2 separate regions of the Gossypium hirsutum genome follow, and region 2 is linked to region 1. A link is a contact called in public Hi-C data. All regions are on one chromosome and are shown on one strand. Each heading gives the region's core, a stretch centred on a gene start, on an enhancer-like site or on the middle of the called end of the contact. The rest is flanking DNA. Distances are from core to core; before and after follow the strand shown. Region 1 overlaps LOC107918204 (a long non-coding RNA gene). Region 2 has its middle 3.7 kb from the start of LOC107926897.

Region 1 (6,943 bases), core at 2,349-4,848:
ATTTAATGCCATTGTCTTCTAACCAACTTGTGCATGTAGATTGAAAATGCAAGGCTGATTACGTCAAGCAATTGCACCAACGAGTTCGAGACAACATTGAAGCCAAGACCAAGAAATATGAACAACAAGCTAACAAAGGCCGTAAGCATGTTGTGTTCGAGCCGAGAGATTGGGTTTGGGTGCAAATGCGCAAGGAGAGATTTCCTATGCAAAGACGATCTAAACTTCTTCCGAGAGGGGATGGACCGTTTCAAGTCCTTGAACGAATTAACGATAATTCTTATAAGTTGGACTTGCCAGGTGAATACAATGTTAGTGCGACCTTTAACGTCTCTAATTTGTCTCTGTTTGATGCAGATTGCGATTTGAGGACAAATTGTTTTGAAGAGGAGAGGAATGATGTGAGCTCGCCTGCGAACAAAGTAGAGTTCGAACAAAGAAGCTATCAAGTTGCCCATTGGCCCGATAACGCAAGCTGGAGCTAAACAATTTAAGGAGGCTATTTCAGCAATGGTGGAACGAATAGTGGAAAATGATAGCAAAGAGTTCAAAAACGAGTTCAATATTTTCAATTTTTGGGAAGCTAAATTTCGTTCCAGCTAATAAATTTGCTGCTGGAATTTTTGGACCATTTAAATTAAGCATTTAATTAAGTTTTACTACAGCTTATTAACTTGTCTTTAATTAATATAAGTGTTTAATTTGTCTTGTCTTAGTTAAATTAAATGTGTCTTGATTTCATTAAATATGTCTTAAATTAAAACATGAATTAATTATGTCCAGTCGAATTCATGTGTCTTGTTTAGTTAATATTTAAGTTGTCACAATGTTAATTAGTGTGTCCACATTATGTTCTAAATTAGTTCAGCTGATTTGGGTTAAATTAATTAAGTTCATGTGCTTTGTTTAGGTGCAACCGAATTTGAAGATTCATTGGCTAGGTGCATGCATATAGATTCAATGTATGTGAAGATGCATGTGCAGCTGGTACATTCATGCATTGAAGCTGATTAATTTTGGCACTCTCCAAGGCAACCATTCAGCCAAGAGTTAGCAAGCTTTAATTCTCCAAAAGCTTGGCCGATTCTTTTCCCAACGCAGCATCAATTGTTTTCACATCAACTGTTCACACCATGGCTGTTCGGTTCAGCTTGTTCATACTATGAGGCTTTCCAAAACCCTCTATTCACACCTAAAATGGCTGCTCAAGTGCCCTCTTTAATTCTGGTTATTTTTCAGCAAGAGTTGCTTATTGAATGCCTCATTCAAGCCATCAGCCGAATGTAGATGCTGCTATGAATTTCTCAAATTCATTTGCTTAGTTTGGAAGTTATTCTTTGGTCCCCCCCCATTTAGCCGAACCTTGACCAGCTCATTCATGAATTCAAGCTGAAGATTAGTTCATTGTTTTGCTTAGTTTTTAAGCTTTGAAATGTCCATTCGGCTACTAGACATTAGGCTATAAATAGTTGCTGATTTTCTTGTAAAAGGACTTTTTGCCAAAATTCTGAACGAAAATATATTTCTTTGGTGAGTTAATTCACTCTCTTTATTCTTCAAAGCTCAATTGACTTATCTTCACAAGTGGTGTCAATCTGACTTTGTTTTTGAACTTATCACCCTTGGTGTGGTGTTAAACATTATACCGAAGATTCCTATTTCACTAAATAGTGGGTTTCGGTTTATTTTCAATTCCTTCCTTTTTCTTTGAAACGTTTTAAGCCCGGGTCCTTATTTACTAATAGGGGTTCGTTCTTGTTTCATTGAATAACCCAGCAAACATCAACCAACAAACACCTTTGTTTCCATAGACATTAAACTCTTGAAACTCAAAGACCTAAAATTGTTTAAAGTCGACACTGCCTAATTTTGATCGAGAATCAATTACGACTCGTCATTACATCTGAAACGAGCTTGTATCGGGACTACCATACACAAAAACCATGATAATAGGTAAAACAAGATCAGTTCTAAGAACTCGTATACAAATAAATTGAAAATTATTACATAAAACCTCAATGGAAAGTTGTTCCTTCCATCCCACCCAGATGCCTCTAGAGAATCCAATAGCCTACCTTGAGAACACTGAAAACCCAAACTAGAAATAATATTATCTGCTTTAAAACCACTTACTCTTGTTTCCAGCAAGCTAACAATATCAGGATTATGCTATCTGTTGTACTGACGAAAAGAGCGTATAAACTTTGAACTTACACATCCTTAGCAATTCCATAAAAAGACCGTTGAGTTCATAATTAATAAATAAAGAAAAAAGGAGACCAACTTACTAGTTTGAGCCCAAGGGCTCAAGATTCTGTACTCCTACCGAGGCTTCTGATCCTTTAATATTTTATTTGTCAAATTGATCATTAATAACCTCAATCAAGGTATTCATAGAATTAGACAATGTAACCCGAGCATTCCCAACAGACTTAAAACTATTCTCATGATTACGAATAGTCTTATTTAATTTTTTTCCATTACGGTTTCTTCCAACATTCTCAAAAGATCCATGACTTTTTGGACTACCCCCAACTTTATTATCGCTTCCAATATTTTGTCTTTTATCAAAAGCCATCCTATTTTTAAAAATGACAGCCTTATGTTTCACTAGGTCCAAAAATTTATCATTTAATTTAATCATAATCCTTTTCGAACCTTAAAAAGTGGGATTGTAATGAGAAGTAGTTAAATTAGAATCAATTAAGGAGTTAGCAATTTCAACCGAATCTGTACTGGAAAAATCCAATTGTTTACTAGCGCAAAAAATGTTCTCATTTAATTCTGTTTCAGTGCTCTACCCACGTGTCTCCTAGAACGATCCATCCCCAGTAAATGTTTGGCCCTTAGACTGAGTGGACCCATCTGTAAAGAGACCTTTTGAAATTTCTTGTGGACCACCTTTCCTAGTTTGTCAGATCGCAAGGTCCTTAGCAATTTGCCACACAGCCCGCAAGCCCAAGTCAACACTGTTTCCTTTTTCTAACCCATCATTGTTAACCTTTGTGGCCGAACTCTTTGGGTTCACAAGAAAAGCATTAATGCTTGCATCTTAACAAAAAAATTTGGATCTTTCTCACCTAAAACCTGGCTTAAATTACCAATAACAAGCTCAACTAACCCATCTGTCTCATTATTAAAACCATTCGGTTCTATCCCTTCAACATTCACACCTATTTTCTTCTTTCCCCAGAATTCACGCAGACACACCTTCATACTTGACCATATTTTCCACAAGAAAAGTAGATGGTCAGTAAAGCTTCATACTCAACATTTTACAGTTCTCCATTCACCATAACTTGGGATATAATGGCTTTATTAAGATCAACAAAAACATCCATTCTAGCAAAACGACATCTTGTTTTGCTGTCAGTATTAAGGTCAAGCTTGACCACATTTCCTACCAAACCTCCAATAGCTACCAGGATTCTCCGTTTATACATGAAATCCGGGAGTCCCGGTAATCTAATCCAAGCTAATACCATACTCGAGTAAGGTTTCATAGGATTGAAATACTTTGTCCATGGTTGAACAGTGAGGTATTGGCCATATATGATCTAAGGCCCTTGCGAAAGGGCCTTATTATAATCCTCAATACTATGAAATTTGGCTAAGAAATAGCCATCTCTATATCCATAAGATTGAATGGCCTAGATGGTCGCCATAAGCTACTAATCCACCGTAGTCTCCATATCCTTTAAAAGGTTCTGTTGAATACGTTTTGAAAATTCTATCGCCGGGATGCCATTAACAATAGTTTTTTTAACGTTGTATTCCAAAAATTCAATTTCTATCCTTACCAGTAGATTGAGGCCTTTCACCTTGATTGTGATCCCCTTTCCCAATAAGCATCTACTTCCAAGTGATCTTTGCTGGCGAAACCAAGTCCTTTGACGGCGAGACTACATCCTCTATCATTTCGGCATCTGCAGTACTGTCGTCTTCCTTAAATCTGACTTTTTTCATTTCCTGATCGACGACCGACCTAGATTCCGAAACACAACCAATTTCCAGAGAAGACATTTTCAGTTGTGTTTACAATTTGATCCACAGTTTTACCTTTTCTTAATATTTTAAGAACTTATATTTGCTTTATTGTTAAGTCATGGGATTGCACTGCTAAAAATTTATTTAAAGGGTAAAGATTAAATTATATTTTTTAAAGGGGTTAAAATATAATTTCATCATTATATTAACATATTATTTCATAATGTTTAAAGGGATTACAAAAGAAATTTACCATCTTAAGAGGTCAAGATGCAATTTAATCATTATATTAACTTAAAAATTCAAATTTTTAAAAGGGCTAATTTTTTTTATCATTTTAGGTGGTCAAGGCCTTTTGCCTCTTTGTGTCGTCCTTGATTTCATTCTCTTACGTGTTAAAGCCCAAAAGACCAAAAAATCAACCCTAAACTAAAACCTTTATTTTTGGTTGAACCTCAAAGCAATCCCAACTTCACCTATTATTATTATTATTATTATTATTATTATTATTATCAACCAAGGTATTTTTTCTATCCTTTCATCCCTTTCTGTTTTTATTCTTTTCCTCATTTGTTATCATCAATTTAACTCAATGAAAAACACTCTAGTTAGCTCGAGTATGACTAGTATGGCAACAAGGGAAAAACTAATGGGGTTGGCAGGGGCTTCGGTCTCCCCTAAAATGAAAATTTTTTCATTTAGATTCTTTAAAATTTTTTAAATTTTAAATTAATAAAGGTAAAACTGCACTTTGACCCCTTAAAAATATAAAAAATTTGATTTAATCCTTTAAAAACTATAAAGATATAGGCTATTAAAATGATAAAATTACATTTTTGCTGTCGTAAAAATTAGAATTTAATTTCAGCCCCCTAAAAAATTTTCTAGTGTTTCCCCTGCATGGCAATTAGAGGTGCTCATAGGTCCCGACCCAACAAAAAATTTAGGCCTGTTTCCTAGGCCCGGGCTTGGCCTGAAAAATGGGCTTAAAATTTTTCCCAAGCTCGACCCAGATAAAAATGCTAAAACCCAGGCACGACCCGCTAGTATTAAATTTTTTATATTATTTTTTTATATAATATATATAATACATAGAAAATACTAGAAACATTAAAATAAATATTTCCCAACAAATTGAAAATAAATTTTCAAAAATATGTATACTTAAATAACACTAAGATAGATGTAACTTAACAAGCAAGTGCCTCTAAAATAATAGCAAAATTAACAATAAAACAAGTGTTATACAATATCCAAACAATAACAACAAATTAGTAGTAACATAATACTGAAATGGTAGCAAAATAGGGAGAAAACAAACAAAAAAATAGCAAATTTTTTGTCCTTTTGTGAATTTGAGTTTGGCCCATGCCAAAAATGTCTTACCCGAGGCCCAGTCCGTTTTTTTTAAAACTGGCCTTATTTTTTGTCTAAACCTATTTTTCGGGCCTATATTTTTTGTAACACCTTATATTCAACCCAATTAGAGGATCCGAATATAAAATGCCACCTTCAAACGCCTATTTTACTATTTCAATTTATTGAAATGGTAGTGTAGTAATAAATTTTTTTTTTAAATTTGACAACATTTCTGCTTATTTTACGAAAAACCCCTGCAAAAGAAATTAGATTTCACATGGTTTATGACAATTCCAAGGACACTAGAAGCATGCCAAAATCATCTATCTTAAATCTAACCAATATGCCACAATTGGCACCTCAACAAATTTTTTACGTTACAAAATGATCACATTCATTTATCAATATGCATGCTTACATCGTTACAAAAGGGATAACTAAACAAAAGGCCTTAAACCATCTAGGTACATGGCAAGACCAAAAAGAAACAAACCACCAACATTGAGTCCTAGATTGCCGCTGGATGTTGAACTGACAATCTAACAAAATAGTACCTAATCTGTACACATAGCAGAAATTGGAGTCATTTACTAGATAAGAAATTAAAAATATTCTTATGATATGAAACCAAGTTATATTGTAGAATAATCAGCAAATCTAGGTTCCATTTAATATCATTCATCAAACTCATTTCTATCCCTATTTCCATTCCATCTCTTTATTTTCCTCATTAACGTAACTCAACTTTAGTCATGTATACGGTTCCAATTAACACCAGTGCCTGATGAATAAATTCGTATTAATGAATTGCGCCTAGCGCTGGTTAGTAGGACTGACAAATATGTGTGCCCAGCACTGGTCGATATAACCGAAAATAAATGCACCCTGTGCTGGTCGGTAAAACTGACAAATATGTGTGCCTAGCACTGGTCGGTATAACCGAAAATAAAATGTGCAGTGCGTTGGTTGGTAAAATCGACAAATATGTGTGCCCAAACTGGTCGGTATAACTGACAATAAGTGCGCCCTGCTGGTCGGTAAAACCAATAAATATGTGTGCCTAGCACTGGTCGATATAACCGACAATAAATGAGCCCTACGCTGGTCGGTAGAACCGAAAAATATGTGTGAAATCATTTCCAACTCATGTTTTAATTTTATTTGACAATTACACCAAATTATTTCAAGAACTAATTCTTCTTATAAACTCACCAACCAAGTGATATGTATATGGATATAAATGTATATATAATTAATAACAATAATTGAAATAGTCGGGTCATAGAAACACCAACCGTAATCACGAAGCTATTCGTCTTCAATCTTGTCTTTTCCCTTCTTCCTCGAAGGTTCCGGGTTGACGTCAACTACGGATTAAACAAATAGAACACATTAACAATACACAACCTTTGTATATTACTCAATCAAATCCCTAAAAATTGGGACCAAAATATCTTTCAAACTTAACCAAAAAATTTATCAAATCGGTCTGTAACATTTTAGCGAATACAATAATGGTAATATCCTCAATCTTTAACAGTACTGAAAAACAATACATGGGTCAGGTAGCTTATAAAATCAGGATTCTAAAAATGTA
Region 2 (6,943 bases), core at 1,678-4,177, 98 kb after region 1:
ATTGCGACATTAGGAGTTAGTAGTCGTGACGAGGCCCTTGTTTTTGACAAAAATACCATTTGGTTCCAACTTAATAACATGTAACACAAACTAATTGATTCATGCATCATTTTTTACAATAAAAAAAATCTCAATTCCACCATTTTATGTTAACAAGATTGCATGCTCACTTATAAGAGATCAGATCATTTGGAGGTCGTAGGGTATTCTGATTATGATTTTGTTAGATGCCAAGATAGCAAGAAATCTACATCAGGCTATATTTATATGTTAGTTTGAGGAGCTATATTGTGGAAAAGTGTCAAACAAACACTTGTAGTTTCTTCCACTATGGCAGTTGAGTTTGTAGCGTGCTATGAGGCATCAAACCATGGAATATGGTTGTGGAACTTTGACACTAGGCTGCACATTTTGGAGAATGTAGAAAGGTCACTCAAATTATTTTGTGATAATAAGTCAGCAGTGTTGTATTCCAACAACAACAAGAGCTCAACTAAGTCTAAGTCAAAGCATATTGACATAAAGTTCCTAGTTGTGAAAGAGAGAGTGTAAAGTGGACAAATATCCATAGAACACATTGAGACAAACTCCATGATAGCAAATTCGTTCACAAAATGTTTACCACCCAAGGTCTTTCATGAGCAGACTGCTCATATGGGTGTTATATTATTTAAGGACATCATGGATTATTAGGAGTTTGTATTTTATTTCTTTATGTTTGTTTTTAGACATTTATATATTTGGTTGTTTTTTTATCAGAAATGAAGTATTCAGTTTATTCACTCTATTTTGTTATTTTGATACTGACCTCACTTAAGTTTAAGGAGGACTAGTTGGAAATAGGCATGTTTGGTTCACATTGCATGTAATTTCCATGCTACGCATTCATGATTGATCTATGTCATTTGACTATATTTATATATGTGACCATTGATGAGTTTAGTCATGATTAACATGACAAAGACTGATTTGATCCTATATGGATATAGTTGATGGACGAGGTTGTTATAGAATACCTATTATATGATAGCAAATTTTGAGCTCATAAGATTGTATATTTATCACGGAACATATGTTGCCTAAGTAGGAGATTGTTGGATTAAAATCCCCAATTATGGGCGCATATGTATAATGTATAATGCTATTATAAAGTGTGATACAAAATTCAGTGGCCAATTATGTTAAAAGTTTCATAGGTATTAAAGTGTCATGGACATAATGTGGAGATACCATAAGTTGTATTTATAATTTGATGAGGGGCCAAATTATAAATACCCAAAAACTAATTTAATAATAAGTTATTTAAAAAGAGGTAATTGTCCCTAAGAAATAGATATATCTCGTATTTCTTTTCCATCCCCATCAGAGAGTTATACAAAGAGAAAAACTATTTTCTTGGAAGATTAAAAACATTCTAGGAAATCTCCAGTAATGGATCCAGGTATGCTTCTGCATATAATTTTGTTCTTAATGATTTGACATGAAAGTTCCTGGTTTATATATGATTCTTCAGGCACTTACATTTGATACACTATTAGTGAAATTTAAAATTTTCACAAGCAGGGTTAGGTTGATAACAAGTATATATAGAGTGTAGTAAAAAAATTTAAAAAAAAAAGAAGAAATATATAAAAGAAATGAGACACGTCAAAAATTTATAACTTTACCTGTAGAATTAAAAAAGTGCATTGCCAGTGCAATAAATTATCACTCGATTATAGATATTTATACAACAATATATAAAAGGAAGGCCCAACAACATTTTTATACGTTCCTAAGAAAATTGCCTCTATATGTAACCCTTTAGTGGCACTTCTAAAAAAAACACCTATATCAAAACATATAGCGGTGTTTCTGCGATAAAATGCCATGAAAAACATATTAATTAACTCGAGACATGCAACTTCTCAAGGAAATTGTTTTGGCGCCAAACCTTTAATGGCCTTTATAATGGAAATGTAGTTAGATTAAATTCTTTAGTGGCGTTTTGTTGAAATTGCCGCTAATTGTTTGTGTATAATTTGTGACACTTTCTAAGAAAAAGCCACTAATTGTTTTGAACTTATATCTTCCTCCTTTCTTTCACATAATAGTTGTTATTTTTTTAGGAAAAATTAATGATTATTTCGAATAAAAATACTTGATGATGTTGTCACTGAATTGGGCCTTTTAAAACAAAGGAAGAAGTAAATTAGAAGTAAAACAAACAATTTTACTTTGTTTCATTCTCTTGTATGAATATTTTTGGATACATAGTTAACTTGATAATGGTTGTAATAGGGATGTCATTGTTAACTTTGTTTTCAAATTTATTTGTAGCAAAATATTTGTATAAAATTTTAATGTGTTATATTTGATTTATTAAAACTTATATATTTCAAGAATTTGTAAATGTAACATTTGGAGTTTATTAATTATATATTATTTTATATAATAATGTGAAAATACCATAAATTTGAAAAAAAATTGATGTGGTGTAATTTTTTAAATAAAATACATTTAGCGACGCTTTTCCTTAAAAATACAATTACAATGTAATTTTTGTAACATGGATATTAAGGGAGTATTTTTTTTTAATTTCAAAATGTCATGCTAAAAATTTAACAAAAGAATTATAACAACGTTAACAAATGGACTTAAATTTTTAAATTCGGAAAGTAAAGTGACTAAATTCTTAAAAGTAAAAGTATTAAGATTAAATTTTAAATATACGGCAAATACAAAAACTTTAAAAGTATTATTATATTTAAATTTTTACTTTATAATTTAATCAAAAATTAAATAATTAAATTGAAGGTTGTGTAACAAAGAAGTAGAAGAAAGGCCCAATAGTGAATAAACTTGATATTCTTGTTATGGACGTAGTTGAATCAAGGAAAGCACAATAATGAATGGATGATAGGAAACACAGGGGCTGCACAATGGAGATAAACATCGATGGACTGGACGGCACCAAATATGCAACCATGCATGCATCAAAATGGGCTCACACTACATCTTTCAACTTGTTGACAGTTCATTACTTGGATTGTTTTAAATTTTAATATTTCAAGTTGAATTTATTGAATTTTATTTGTTCAGATCATTTTCGCTTTAATAATTTTATTAGTATATGATACATTTGGTGTATGACTCATATTAGATTTTGATCTTTTTAATTTTGGATTTTTTTTCTTCGTATCATCATAGGGGTCAGATTGTTTCAGAGTTATGTTATTTAGGTTTTAGGCTCTAATTTTTCTAAAAAAACAAATCATTACAGGTTTAGATTATTTCGATTTCTATTTACATTAAGGATCAAAGCATGTCATTTATAAAAATTTTATTGATATATAGTCACATTGATTAATTATATGAATAATCTTTTATAATTAGAAAGTGTAACATTGTTGTTACTATAAATGATCCCAAATTATTGATTTATACAATCCACAAGGGAGTAAATTGCGAAAAAGCAAAACCCATAGATTTCGTAGAAAACAAAGGCTGGAGCTGCGGATATGAAAAAGGAGGCCTTCAAGGGTTAATTATTAGTGGGCAGACCTATAACATAAAATAAACCAAGCTAATATATATTTTGGATCATATAATAATATATGCAGACACGCTCTTAATAACAATGTCAAAGGTTGTTACATTTTGTATGTTCTTTCAATAAAGGCATAATAATTTCTTTTCCTCCAATTTTATATAAAAAAAAAGTTATTTTAGTACTTTATTTTTTTTGTCTTTTTTAGCCGTTAAATTTTTATTTTTTTGTCAAGTCACCCCAAAATAGATAGAAAATTTAACGTTTATTAAATTTGCTGACATGACACATGAATTACCACGTGAATGACATGCCAACATTTAATTAATTTTTTAAAATTTAGAAAATATTTAAAAAATTATAACTTTTTAAATAATCTTAATGATTTTTTATTTTAAAAATAAATTTTTTAATTTTTTAAACAAATTAATTAAATGTTAGCATGTCAATGTCAGCAAAGTTAAAAAAAATAACTTTTCTATTTATTTTGAGATGATTTAACAAAAATATAAAATTTTTAACTATAAAGGATGAAAATATAAATAAAAGACTAAAATAATGTTTTTTACAAAATTGGAGGAGTCATTATGGGTTTAATAAATAAGGGAATGTGGTCAAAGGTAAGAAAAAGACGTCATCCTCTTTTGTTGACAAGAGTTTTTGAAGAAAGCTTTAGGTGAAACTACAATTAAAGAATATTTAGTGGCACACTCACTACATAACTAAAAAAAGAAGTATATTAATAATACATAAAGAAGGAAAAAAAGTATTGGTATTTGTTAAACTTAAACATACCGAAGGTTAAAAACTTTTAACCTTATATCATGTTATTTTATTTAAATTTTACTATCAAATTTTTTAACATTAATCTCATTATAGGTTTTTATTATATTTACTCTTTTTGGTATAATGTCTAGAACTACTTATAATTCCTCTCTAACCCTTAAATAGGAGGATAATGTGTTTCAGCGCACTCGAACCCACATCCCCTACACTGATAACAATGTTAATATCAATCGAGATAAGACTCAATCATCACTATCAACTTTTTAAAAAGAGTCAAATCATTTTATTTTGATAAAAATACAAACTAAACAATTAACCTTTTTTAACAATCTTGACATGACAATCCACTTATATTTCATACTAATTTGACATGGCAATTCACTTCGTGCTATACTCGAACACACGTCCTCTTACATTGGTAACAATGTTGATGCCAATCAAGACTCAATCAACACTATCAGCTTTTTAAAAAAAGGTCAAATCGTTTTATTTTTGATGAAAATATAGACTAAACAATTAACTTTTTGAATGATTTTGGCTTGGCAATACACTTGTACTTCAAATTGACTTGACACTATTTATTTTATATGTTACGTTAATAAATTATAAATATATTTAAAAAATAAAATAAAAATAAGAATATAAAAAGTTCATAGAATTAAAACAAATAAGACAAAGTAAAAGTGGGCTGTCATGTTTACAATTTTTTTTGTTTTTAGAAGGTTAAGAGCCAAATTTAGCTAAAAAAAATAATGGTCAAATCGACAAAGAAAATGTAAATATTGATAAATAAAATTATTATTATTCCATTAAAAATATTTAATAATGGGTTTAGTCATTTTTTTACATTAAAATTTGATATTTAAGCCCCTTACTTTAATTTGGCATAAATTAGTTGGTGTATCTATGTTTATATATATTAAGTATTTTATTGAGTTGTGCCCACCTGAGTTGTAAAATCACTAAAATACAATATCATATTTAAATTAAGTTATGTTTTATGAGGGTGTTTAGAATGAGATTTAAAACTGAAACACCATTCATAATAAGCGTTTAACTTTACCATCCTAACCAAAGAATCAATTAGTTTTTATATCATTTATAATAATATATTTGTTACATAATTTTTTCACCACATCGTGAGTGTACCAAAAATATAATTTTTATAATGTTTGTTAGTAGGTCTAAATTGATCACATTGTCAGTTGTTGCTATTAAAATAATGATATAAATTTTTTAATATTATTAGATCGTGTAGTTTAAATCACATAAAAATCGAATCAACCATGTTTAACTAATAATAAATTTATATATCAATTGAATGCTTAAATATATTTAAAAAAAATTATGTACCATCACTTTTAAGGATACGATTAATAATATTATCAATGTAAGCCACTTATAACATTACAAGAAAAAGGATCAAATTATATTAAATTAAAATAGGTAGATTAAATTTTAAATTTCTGAAAAACAATAAATTACAAACATAACTAGACGGCTAGACCTAAAAAAGGGCATGACAACTTTTAAAAAGAATTAATTTTATATTTAATTTTAAAATAACAAAAGGCATAAATATCCTTATGGTTATATTTTTATACTAAAATTTGAGAGTTTTCTTTTATAATCTAAATCTATACCCATTATTTAAAATTTCGATTGAGTTGGTATCATTCTCAATCGAGTTTCAATTAATTGTAAAATTATCAAAAATTTAATATTTTTTAAAGCAACAAATATAATTTTAAGGGTATTTTTATCCTTTATTATAATTTAGAAAAATACATACACTTGAAAAGATTTAAACTCCATATCTTAAAATCTCTCTTATCTCAACTTTTACCAATTCAACCAAAGCAGCATTTGATTCTTATATCAATTATTTTAAATTTGTTACATAAAGATTTCAACCACGTTGTAGATGTGCATAATCTATTTTTGTTAAATATACGTGTATTTAATTAATTTGTGACATTGTCGATTGAGTTTTAATTCAATTAACAAAGACATTGTTGCCAATGCAGGAGGACATGGGCTCGAGTGCGCTGAAGTGTATTATCCTCCTATTTATGAGTCGGGGAGGGATTATGGGTAGTTCTAGGCATTGTGTCAAAAATAGCAGATATGATCAGAATTTATAATGATATTAATTTGTTAAAAAAATTAATGTGTGACACTAAATTTAGGGGGATTTTAATTTGAGATGCTAGGGTAAGTTTGATAAACTGAAACATTAAGTACTGAATTTTTACTAGTAAATTTTATAAGTGTTAAATCTATATTAGAAAGTTGTTTGGTAAATTAGTAAATATAAGTACTGAATATAATTATATTGTTTGATAAAAGTAAATATTGAGTTTTAGAAGATTATTTAATTTTAATTTTAATCTTATTAATATAATATCTTATTTTATTTTAGATAGTTTTGGATGAAAGATAGATATGATAATTTGAATATGTCATTTTAAAAAAAATGGTAATTTATTTCATTTTTTAATAAAATAAAATCTATTTAATATTTTCTACATTAAATATAACTAGTTACCAACCTACTTATTTTATTGAAAATTTTATGTTAAGTAAAAAGTTAAAATAAATATTAAATACATAAATTATTAAATGTTT

The links. A called contact is a pair of places that touch in the nucleus more often than the background predicts.
Region 2: a contact with region 1 is called in a Hi-C map of leaf, with 4 times the contacts expected there. The contact joins two enhancer-like sites. A contact is called at or near these places in 2 of 34 Hi-C or Micro-C datasets (hypocotyl and leaf).

The regions. Positions count from the first base shown.
Region 1 is chrD08:46,373,698-46,380,640 of Gossypium_hirsutum_v2.1, forward strand. It overlaps LOC107918204 (a long non-coding RNA gene), which reads right to left. Exons shown (of 3, transcript XR_001689967.2): 2 at 6,642-6,713; 3 at 5,564-5,905. Among protein-coding and RNA genes, the nearest start is that of LOC107918204, 3.6 kb to the right of the region's middle. Within about 2 kb of position 3,599, at least 8 of the 9 cell types and tissues checked have an H3K27ac peak or open chromatin away from gene starts, as enhancers often do. A contact at or near this core is called in hypocotyl and leaf, where this site is marked.
Region 2 is chrD08:46,472,149-46,479,091 of Gossypium_hirsutum_v2.1, forward strand. No RefSeq gene overlaps it. Among protein-coding and RNA genes, the nearest start is that of LOC107926897, 3.7 kb to the right of the region's middle. Within about 2 kb of position 2,928, at least 3 of the 9 cell types and tissues checked have an H3K27ac peak or open chromatin away from gene starts, as enhancers often do. A contact at or near this core is called in hypocotyl and leaf, where this site is marked.